Regions from separate parts of the Ovis aries genome. Here region 1 is linked to region 2. A link is a contact called in public Hi-C data. All regions are on one chromosome and are shown on one strand. Each heading gives the region's core, a stretch centred on a gene start, on an enhancer-like site or on the middle of the called end of the contact. The rest is flanking DNA. Distances are from core to core; before and after follow the strand shown. Region 1 overlaps MAPK14 (mitogen-activated protein kinase 14). Region 2 holds the start of SRPK1 (SRSF protein kinase 1).

Region 1 (4,287 bases), core at 137-2,636, 160 kb after region 2:
CAGTTTTTTCCCTCAGTATTGAAATTTTAGCCTCCAGAACACATTCATTTTTGCCCTCTACAAAGAACAAAATTCTCTCCTATTTTTTCTAATTTAATTTTTATTTTATATTGGATTATAGTTGTTTTATAATGTTATTCTCTACTGTTCTAATTCAGAAGTAACTTCTGTGAGTGGGCTCCCCTGTCCGTGGAATTCTCCAGGCAAGAATACTGGAGTGGGTGGCCGTTCCCTCCTCCAGGGGATCTTCCCAACCCAGGGATCAAACCTGTGTCTCCTGCATTGCAGGCAGATTCTTTATCATCTGAGCCACCACAGAAGCCCTTCTGAGAGTGGACTTGCTGTTAATTTATTTTCTTATAGAACATAAATTGTTTGGGTCTGGGATAGGATTCTGTACTTAAAGGGCCACCTAGTAAATATTTCAGGCTTTGGGAACCATACAGCTTTGCCACATAAGGTGAAAGCAGCCGAATGGCCTGGTTGTGTTCCAGTGCAGCTTGATTTGCTGACTCTTGTCTAGAATCTTCTTGTATTTAAGCCAGTTTCATATCTGGAGGGGGAAAAAGAATAGGGCAAGTTACTATTGCGTAACCAGTTCCTGTAACTCCAGCAGCTATGGCTCACAGTGGCCATTATCTTTTGCACTGCACTGCCTTCTTACGTCTAATCGTAAACAAGTCTTCTCTTCCATTCTCCTCCTCTCCATCTTGCTGTACCTTCTCGAATACTTTGAGTGCTGAGCATGTAGCAGATGGTAGTCTGAGCACTGGGGACGAGTGGTGAGCAGGCAGAGTAGCCCCCCTCTCAGATCAGTGGAGGTGACAGCCAATAGCAGACGAAGCAGCTACAGATGTGAGGAGCTCACGCATTGTGCTGAGAGGGAGGGTGACCAGGAAGGCAGTGCCTCTTCTGTAGCGTAGGGGACGCTTCTCTGAGGAAGTGAAGGTTAAGCTGAGGCCCGAAGTTGAGAACGAGCTAATCCTGCAAAACCTGACAGGTTTTTTTTATGGCAAGAGTCAGGAGATAGTCATCCTCTCTTCCTTTTCCCTCTGAATGTCAGTGTAGACATGGCATGGATAACATTTAAAGTTTCATTAAAAAAAAATACTGAGAGTTATAAGATTTTTTTTTTCCTTTTTAGCTTTATAGGCAAGGCTAAAAGCAGTCAGAGTAAGTGGAAAGTTTCTGACTTCTGGTCAGTATATGCACATACATGGTGAGTATGCATAGAAGAGTTGGCTGCACAGTAAAGGTTTGGGTGTTGTGGCCTGTTATGTAGAGCTCGGGGGGTGTGTGAGGTCTGTCAGTACATTTCTGTAAGGTCGAAGCCTCCTGTGCCCTGTGTTACTGCCGCACTCCTGAAGGATGTGTGCTGCAGTGGGGTGGTGGGGCCCTCTGCTGGCCACTGTCGCTCACAGTCCTCTGCCTGCCGCAGCCAGGGAGGGTCTCGGGAGGACGTCTCAACTGGTTAGGCCCTGGATCTTTGCAGGTCCCTGCCATATTACAGGCTCCTTAGGTCAAGCCTTAGAGGAATATTCACAGGTAGGCTTGTGTATATCCCTAACTCCTGTGCTCTCTGCTGCTTTCTTCTCTGTGGCCCTCTGCTGACTGGTGTTCTTTGCTTGACTGGCTCCTGGTGCTTTGGTGGAAGGGAAGGAGGTAGGTGTGGGCTGAGCGTATGGACTGAGTGCTGCTTATATGTTTTCACCTGCTGTCTTTGGCAGCTAAGTACCCAGCTACAGCTGCTTAACTCTACTGACAGGGGATGTTGACAGATGCACAAAATAAATATAAGTCGGGTATGTGTGTGGTAGCTTTTGAAAATTTGTACAGGAGGAGCATGTTCTACTTGAAGTGACCGTCCTGCCGAAACCTTGACCTAGATCAATTCACCATTTTGGCTTGGTTTGGGGTTTTAAGTTTTTGTTATTGGGGTGTTTTGTTTGTTTGTTTTGTTTGTTTTTCATTTTTATTTTGTCCCAACATTTTCCTTTATAGTCCACCATTAGATATTGATCAGTTGAAGCTCATTTTAAGACTCGTTGGAACCCCAGGGGCTGAGCTTTTGAAGAAAATCTCCTCAGAGTCTGTGAGTTGCTGCCTTGATTGTAATTATCTGCCCTGTTGGGAGCCTCTGCCACTTCCCTTCTGTCAATCTGTACTTTGACCTGGGTATGTTTGTAAGCACATGTGCCCTTTGTGTGCTGACTCCAGGATGAGGTGTGTGTGTGTACGTGTACCTGCCTGCTCACATGCATGAGTGTGTTTTGTTTTCTCTCTGGGTATAGTACTGGAGCATGGGAGCTTGTGTTGGGCAGTAGTATCGCAGTAAGTGAGATTTGAGATTCTGATTCATTCCAGGAGATGGAAAATGTGTTGTCTCCATTCTCCAGCCCTGACATCATCTTTCTCAAAGTTTCACTCAAGGGCTCCTTTCACTTTTTTGGTTAGTATTTATCCTCAAAGCATGAGCTTTACCGTCTATCAGTCTAGCTTTCTCACTGAAAGGATGGAAAGTGCGTTGCCTGCACTCTCTTCCCCTTTCCCAGGAGTTACTTGCTTTTTATTGCTTTAGAATAAGACAACTTGCACATCCTGGGTAAGGTGTCTGTTCTCCACAGGGGTCGGCATCTACCCAGTCTCCAGACCGTCAGAGGTAACATCCCCACTGCTGACGCCTCGGATCCACAGGATAAGGGTTGTGAATCCTTCTCCCACAGCCTGCCTGTGTAATTACAAGTTTGAGTACCCTGAGAAAAAGCTTTGGAGCTAATGCCTTCCTGCTTCTAAGCAGGCATTTAGAGGGAAGCCATGGGAATGTGACTCTGGCTTACTTGGGCTTACTTGGTCATTTCCTTGGGCCACAGGCATGAGAGAAACTAGGAAAGCCCAGTCTTTCTCCCTTTTCCCATCTGTCTGCTGCCAGGCAGTTGGATAAAAGGGAAAAAGAGCTGTGAAGCCAAGCTCCAGCTGTGCCTTCTGGATTCTCCTCCCAGTGTTTCCGACTGAAGGATTCCTTTGCCCTGTTGGAAAGACTGCTGGGTAGCCAGAGGCAGGCTTTTCATTGGTTTCATTTACTTATTTAAGATGAGGAAGCAGAAGCACAGGAAGACTGGGACTTGCCCAAGTCACGCACTGAGTCACTTGACAGAGCTGAGTTTACATCCCAGATGTTCTGCTAACATGTTCTAAACTTTAATCTCATCCGATTGCACAGTTTTGAAAGTCATTGTCAGTTATTGACCAGAGTGTCAGCCAGAAGGAGTGTTTTCTTTTTGCTTTTTGAAATGCAGGAGCTGGATTGGAGTGAACCAAAGAAGAGATGAGACGATGCTTAGAGAGGATGGTGCCTTTCTGTTTTAAATGCTTTTGCTTAGGAAGATTGTCTAATAGAGAGGACACAGGGGCAAGGCAGAGAGGTTAGGGAGGAGCTCAGTTTATCACTGAAGAGTGCTCATGAGACTGAGACAGCAAATGCATCCTCTGTCTGGAGATGTCCACTAGCAGCTCTTTCTCAGTCTTCTCACCCACCCTTAGCCATCTGCCCTATAGATATGTGCTGTTAGAAGAAAAAGGGTGGGTTTAAAATGATAGTATTTACCTGTTGTAATCCGTTTTTTATGTGAAATAGGGTGCATCATACATTTCAACATCTCTTACATAGAGTTGAGCGTAATAAAATTGAGTATCAGAATACAGAAGTTAAATAACACTGCATTGAGTATAGGGATAAGAAAACGTGGGGTTTTTTTCTCCTACGTAGTTACAGTGAGTGCATAAAAAGTAATTTAAACATGGAGATTAATTTGATGTTAGTAATACTGCTCAAGTACCAGTTTATCTTAGAAGCACATGATGTGTGAAACATGATGTCTACATAGCAAAGCCAAGTGAGTAAAATTGTTTAAAGCTTTTCAACATGAAAAGAAAAACATATTAGTGAAGGAATATAGTAAACAGAGAAAGCCAATAGGTATTTTCCTTACTCCTGAAAAGTAGTGAAGTGATGCCATTATTATTGATTGATGGAATTCAGTCAGTAAATACTAGGACATTCTGAGTAAGAGAGTACAGTAATAGTTGGACTGACTGAGAACAAGTTAGCATGTGCCGTGAGAAAAGGGGTAATGAGTCATGATGGGTGTCCAGAGAATATTTTTTGGTTGGTGACCCAATACCTAAAGTAATCAGTGAAAGGACAAAAATAAAAAATAAATCATGTGAAGAAAACAAAAGCCCTTTCACTGACTCACTCTCAAAATTTTTGCTGAAAATATTCCTGAA
Region 2 (4,688 bases), core at 2,144-4,643:
TTCTGAGGTCCCTTATGCAGAAGCTTCTGTTCACTTGGCCTCTATCGTAATTGTCCTTAGATACACGAAAAGGAATTGTCACTGGGAGATATACCAGGACTTTGGGGCGTGTAAGATCTGGGTTAAAATCCTAGCTTCAAATTTTCTAGGTGGGTAATCTGGTGAATCTCAATTTCCTTATCTGTAAATAAAATAGAGACTGTCACCAACTAGTTAACATTAGTAAATGAGAGTACAGTGTGTGAAGAAGTGAAATGAAGAAGGAATTCTCCAAGTAGGACAACTAAAGATCCCCAAGTCAGATCTTTCAGCAGAGTTAAAAGAACAGAAAGGAAACAAATCCTAAAGAGCACTGAACTGGAAGACAGGAACACTGGATTCCAGTTTTGACACTGCTACAAACAGGTGCAGCTCCCTGGGCATATTCTCTAAAGTATGTCGATTCCAGTATTAAGATCCACAAAATAAAGAGACTAAAAATCCCTTCTACCTGTACCACACCAGGACTAAATGACTAGGATGTTATTTACTGTTTTAAATGAAAAATTTCTAAAATTATTAATTTAAATGCTTGCTTTTTTTTTAAAACAAGTCCTGATCAGTTTTCATTATGACTGAGCTACCAGTCGTTAACATATAAGACTGTTTCCCTAACTAAGTAATCCAAAGTCTAAAGACTAAACTATGGCAGGCTTTTTCTCAGACCTTCTCCCTCACTAATCTGGTAACTAGCAGCCTGCCTTTGCAAAATGCCTGGAAATCAGGAGTGCAGTCAGAAGTTATGGAATAGTCAGGTTACCTGAGTCAAATGGGGCTTGAACTTCTGACATAGTTCCCTAACCAAGCTAATTAATTAGACATCTCAGGTATTCAAAAGAAGGATGGAGAAACCTGTACCCCTCAAATCAAAATATTAATTAAAAAAATAAAGCACCTCTGAAACTACAAGTAGATGAGGGTGGTTCAAAGAATCAAGGTTGTACAGTAACTGCTAATTATATGTAGTATTCACTTGTTTCTGTGCAAGTAACTCTAAGTTACCCACGGTGGTGAATGGAGGAGTAACAGATGACCCAAAATACATATACTCAGCTTTACGAATAAAACATATGGTCTAAATAGATAATCCAAAGTAATGAATATCTGGTTAAAAATAAAGTATATATGATCACCCCTACTATATTTACCTCCCAAATTATAGGTTGATTCAGGCTAATATTAATTTCCTTATGGAGAGAACAAAGACAGAAGAATTCTAAATAATACAGTGAGTAGTAAAATCACCACCTCCTTACAAGAGCAGAAAACATATTGGTTTATAACACTTTCATATCAGCTCCAGAGAGAGTAACAAAACACACACACACACATACAGGAGAACCACAGAGAACACACACAGAAACATTTAAATTCCCACTGCACAGGAGAACCAGGTTAGCTCCTTGTTGCTTCTATTAAACCTATCTGAGTAAAAACTGGTTTTTGAATCATCCATATATGGATAATCAAGAGGCAAATCAAATACATACAATTTAAATACACTGGTTACCAGGCACTTCACAAAATAAAAAATTTCATGAAACAGTTGACGGAAACGAAGCCAAGAGTTCCTTAACTTCTTGAGTTTGTCAAGAAGTTAAGAGTTGAGTTCGTCTTCTTTAGCTCTATTGATAGAAGTCATTATTTGTTCTCCTGAAACATTAGGTAGCCGCCAAAAACAATACACATACGTACACACACGCACACATACCCGGATCTTGTATTATCACTCAGAAAGGAAACCTAGGGAAGCCTCGGAAATGAATTTCATCAGCTCAGAAAGACACAGATGGTCTAACAACTCCAGGTAGACCCAAGTACATGGAAAAGTGTCCAGAAAATAACGTATTTTTTTCCCAAGGCCCTGTGCAATTAAACGTGAGTATAAGATAAAAGTTCTTCAGACTAAGACTCACTTGCAAAGCCCTCTACTGGGCGTTTTTATGAAGCTCTGACCAACTTTTGTGTTTCCCACAATAGCGCTAAACCACGATTATGCATCCTGCTGATAAAAACGGGCCTGTGGCACTGAACAAACCATGCCAGAATCCGTAACGGCGCTGGCTAAACAACTTCCCCGCCACTGCTGCGATGCCCACTCCAGAAGGCCTCTGCATTCAGAGCAAGACAAGCAGCAACCGAAACCGGCTGCAGACCAGGGGGCTGCCTGCACACCGCGAGGAAGGCGAGACGCCTGCAGACTCAGGAAGTTGCCTAACCCGGGGGGAAGCTCCTGCCCTCCTCTAAAAAAGGGAGCGTGTAGGCTGGCAGACCGAAAGATGGAAAATTCATTCAAGAATTCCTGGCTGCCTACCCTGCACACGTAGGAGGTAAGTTAAGACGCTGAGAAGCAGGTATGGAAAGAGAACAGTTCACAAACTGATCATGATCCAACAGCTCAGTGCGAAGGCCCAAACTCGGGGAGCCGGTGCCTCATCCAGTAGTAGGGAAGGTAATGGTCCGGGCTGCTCCGGTCCTCCACCAATAGCCCTTTTCCAGCAGGCGCCGGGCTGCTCAGAACCAGACCTTCAGCAACCGGAGCTCCCTCCCACATGGTTCCAGGGGCGCAACCCTCCACGGCCGCCCCGAGGCCATGTGGCCGGGGCCGCCCGGGTGCCCCAGACCCCGTGAACGTTCCAGGCGTGAAACCGGAGGAGAGGAAGTGCAGGGATAGACCCAGAGAACGGGATGTTGGGGTGCGAAACTCACTTCCTCTGGGCTTTGTCCTTCTTGGCCTTGGTCCTTTTCTTTCGGGCCTGGAGCGCAAGCACTGCAGGAGAGAGGGATGGATGAAGGGCGAATGGGGAGAAAAGGAGGCGACCAAGGTGAGGGTGGAGACCCAGCAGGGGTGCGAGGCCCGGGCGCCGGGCCTGCCTGAGGGGCGGCTCCAGGCCGAGGGCCGCGGCGTTTGCTGGGCGGCCGCTCGGGGGGCTGGCGGCCCACGGGGCGCAAAGCAGCGCCCAGGCGGGGCGCGCCGGAGGGGGCTCGGGCCGGGTCAGGGAGCTGGCGAGCAGTGGTCGGCCTCGCCGGGCGAAGGCCGGGCCCTGGAGCGGCCCCAAGCCGCGGGCCGGCCTGGCGGGGAACAAGGGGCGATGACTGCCGGCGCGGAAGGACGCCCGAGCTGAGGGGCGCGGACCCGCAGCCCAGAAGCTGGGGGTGAGGGGCGGCGCCACCTCAGTGGAGAGGTGCCGCACGCCCGGGGACCGGACGGCGACGGTTAGGCGAAGCTCCCGGCGGTGACCCGGGCCTCGCCCCCGGCGGCCGTTGCCCCTCGTGGCGGGAGGCCGCTCCACCGCTCACCTTTCCGCTCCATGGCGAGACCGGTAACCGCCAGGCGCCTGCGCACTCGAGTGGCGGTGACTCCCGCTCCCGCCGCGGCCCCAAACCCAGCCCGCGAACGCCCCGCCCCCCGGCGCCCGCCCCGCCCCGCCCACGACGGCGCGCGCCTGCGCGCTGAGCGCGGAGCCTACCACCTGCTCGCGAGGAGGGGAGGGCGTGAGGAACCGGAGAGGAGGGGAGGGGAAGAACGCCGAGGGTGAGCGCGCGCGGGGTGTTTGAGAAGCGAGCCTTGGAAGCCTCACAGTGCGAGCTTTATTCTGTTCGCCGGGCGGTCGTCCCCTGAGGAATGGCGAACAGGGTGGCATAGAGGGTTCCGTGCGTGCTGAGTCAGAGCTCCGTAGCCGACTGTAACCTGCCTTGGTTTCCTGGTCTGTAAAAGGGAGTAATCAGGTGTATCCCAGTCCCTCCACTGCGCTGTTGTGAGGGACAGTTGAGAAACTTTGAGGAAAAGTGAGGGAGAAATTACAAGAAAGAAAAAGGAGTAGGAGCAATACAAGGACTGGAAAGAAGGAACCTGTGACTTTATCGTTACTTGAAAAGCAAAGACTTTAAAAGTGAGTTTTCTCATACAAAGTCAAATGAAGACTGTTAAAGGAAAGAAGCGGGAGAATAAAACTTAGTATTTTCTTATTTTACCACTTTATCAACTTTTCAGTACAGATACACGCAGTTGTCTTTATAGAATAGTTTTACACTTTTCTAAGTGCACGGTCTCATTTGATGTTCATGACAGCTTAAAGGCAAGATAGTTATTAGTTCCACTACACAAATAAGCTAACTCGGAGGGGATATGTACTCAGGACCTTGGTGTCCTGACACAGTGATCAGTCATCAAATAACTTGTATAGCAGGGTTAGAAAAGTGTTTCTGTAAAGGGCCATGTAGTAAACTTAAAGGCTTGGGGATCATAAGATCTGTTAACTATTCAGCTCAGCCACTAGAGCTCAAAAGCTTCTCAGTGCTCAAACCAAGCCTTATTTACAGTCCCTGAAACTTGAATTTCATGTAATTTTCCGGTATCATGAAATGATATTTTCCTGTTGATCTTTTCCCATGATTTCAACCATTCTTGGTTCGGGCCTTAGTTTGCCAACCCCTTTGTAAAGTACTACAGCAGGACAGGTGGAAGCCTGCAGATCCTTGCTTTTCTAGAAGTTACTCTAGTGGGGAAGACCGAGAAGTAATTAATTAACCGAGAGGGGAAGATGAAAGTACAATAATGCTGCACAGGTCAAGCATGGGGGCTTGGGCAGGATTTTATTGAGCAAAGTAGGTCGTTAAGTCCAGCCAGGGAGGAGACAGCATTTGTG

Evidence for each region. Hi-C and Micro-C count contacts between places; a contact is called where the count stands out from the background.
Region 1: a Hi-C map of hypothalamus shows a contact between it and region 2, with 4 times the contacts expected there. The contact joins the enhancer-like site here to the promoter of SRPK1 in region 2. A contact is called at or near these places in 6 of 16 Hi-C or Micro-C datasets (blood, hypothalamus, liver and 3 more).

Annotation. Positions count from the first base shown.
Region 1 is chr20:10,151,450-10,155,736 of ARS-UI_Ramb_v3.0, forward strand. MAPK14 (mitogen-activated protein kinase 14) reads left to right here. Exons shown (of 12, transcript NM_001142894.1): 9 at 2,013-2,092. Among named protein-coding and RNA genes, the nearest start is that of MAPK13, 28 kb to the right of the region's middle. Within about 2 kb of position 1,387, at least 39 of the 54 cell types and tissues checked have an H3K27ac peak or open chromatin away from gene starts, as enhancers often do. A contact at or near this core is called in hypothalamus and liver, where this site is marked.
Region 2 is chr20:9,990,825-9,995,512 of ARS-UI_Ramb_v3.0, forward strand. It overlaps SRPK1 (SRSF protein kinase 1), which reads right to left and starts at 3,394. Exons shown (of 17, transcript XM_015102678.4): 1 at 3,320-3,394; 2 at 3,295-3,318; 3 at 2,749-3,293. The coding sequence starts at 3,352.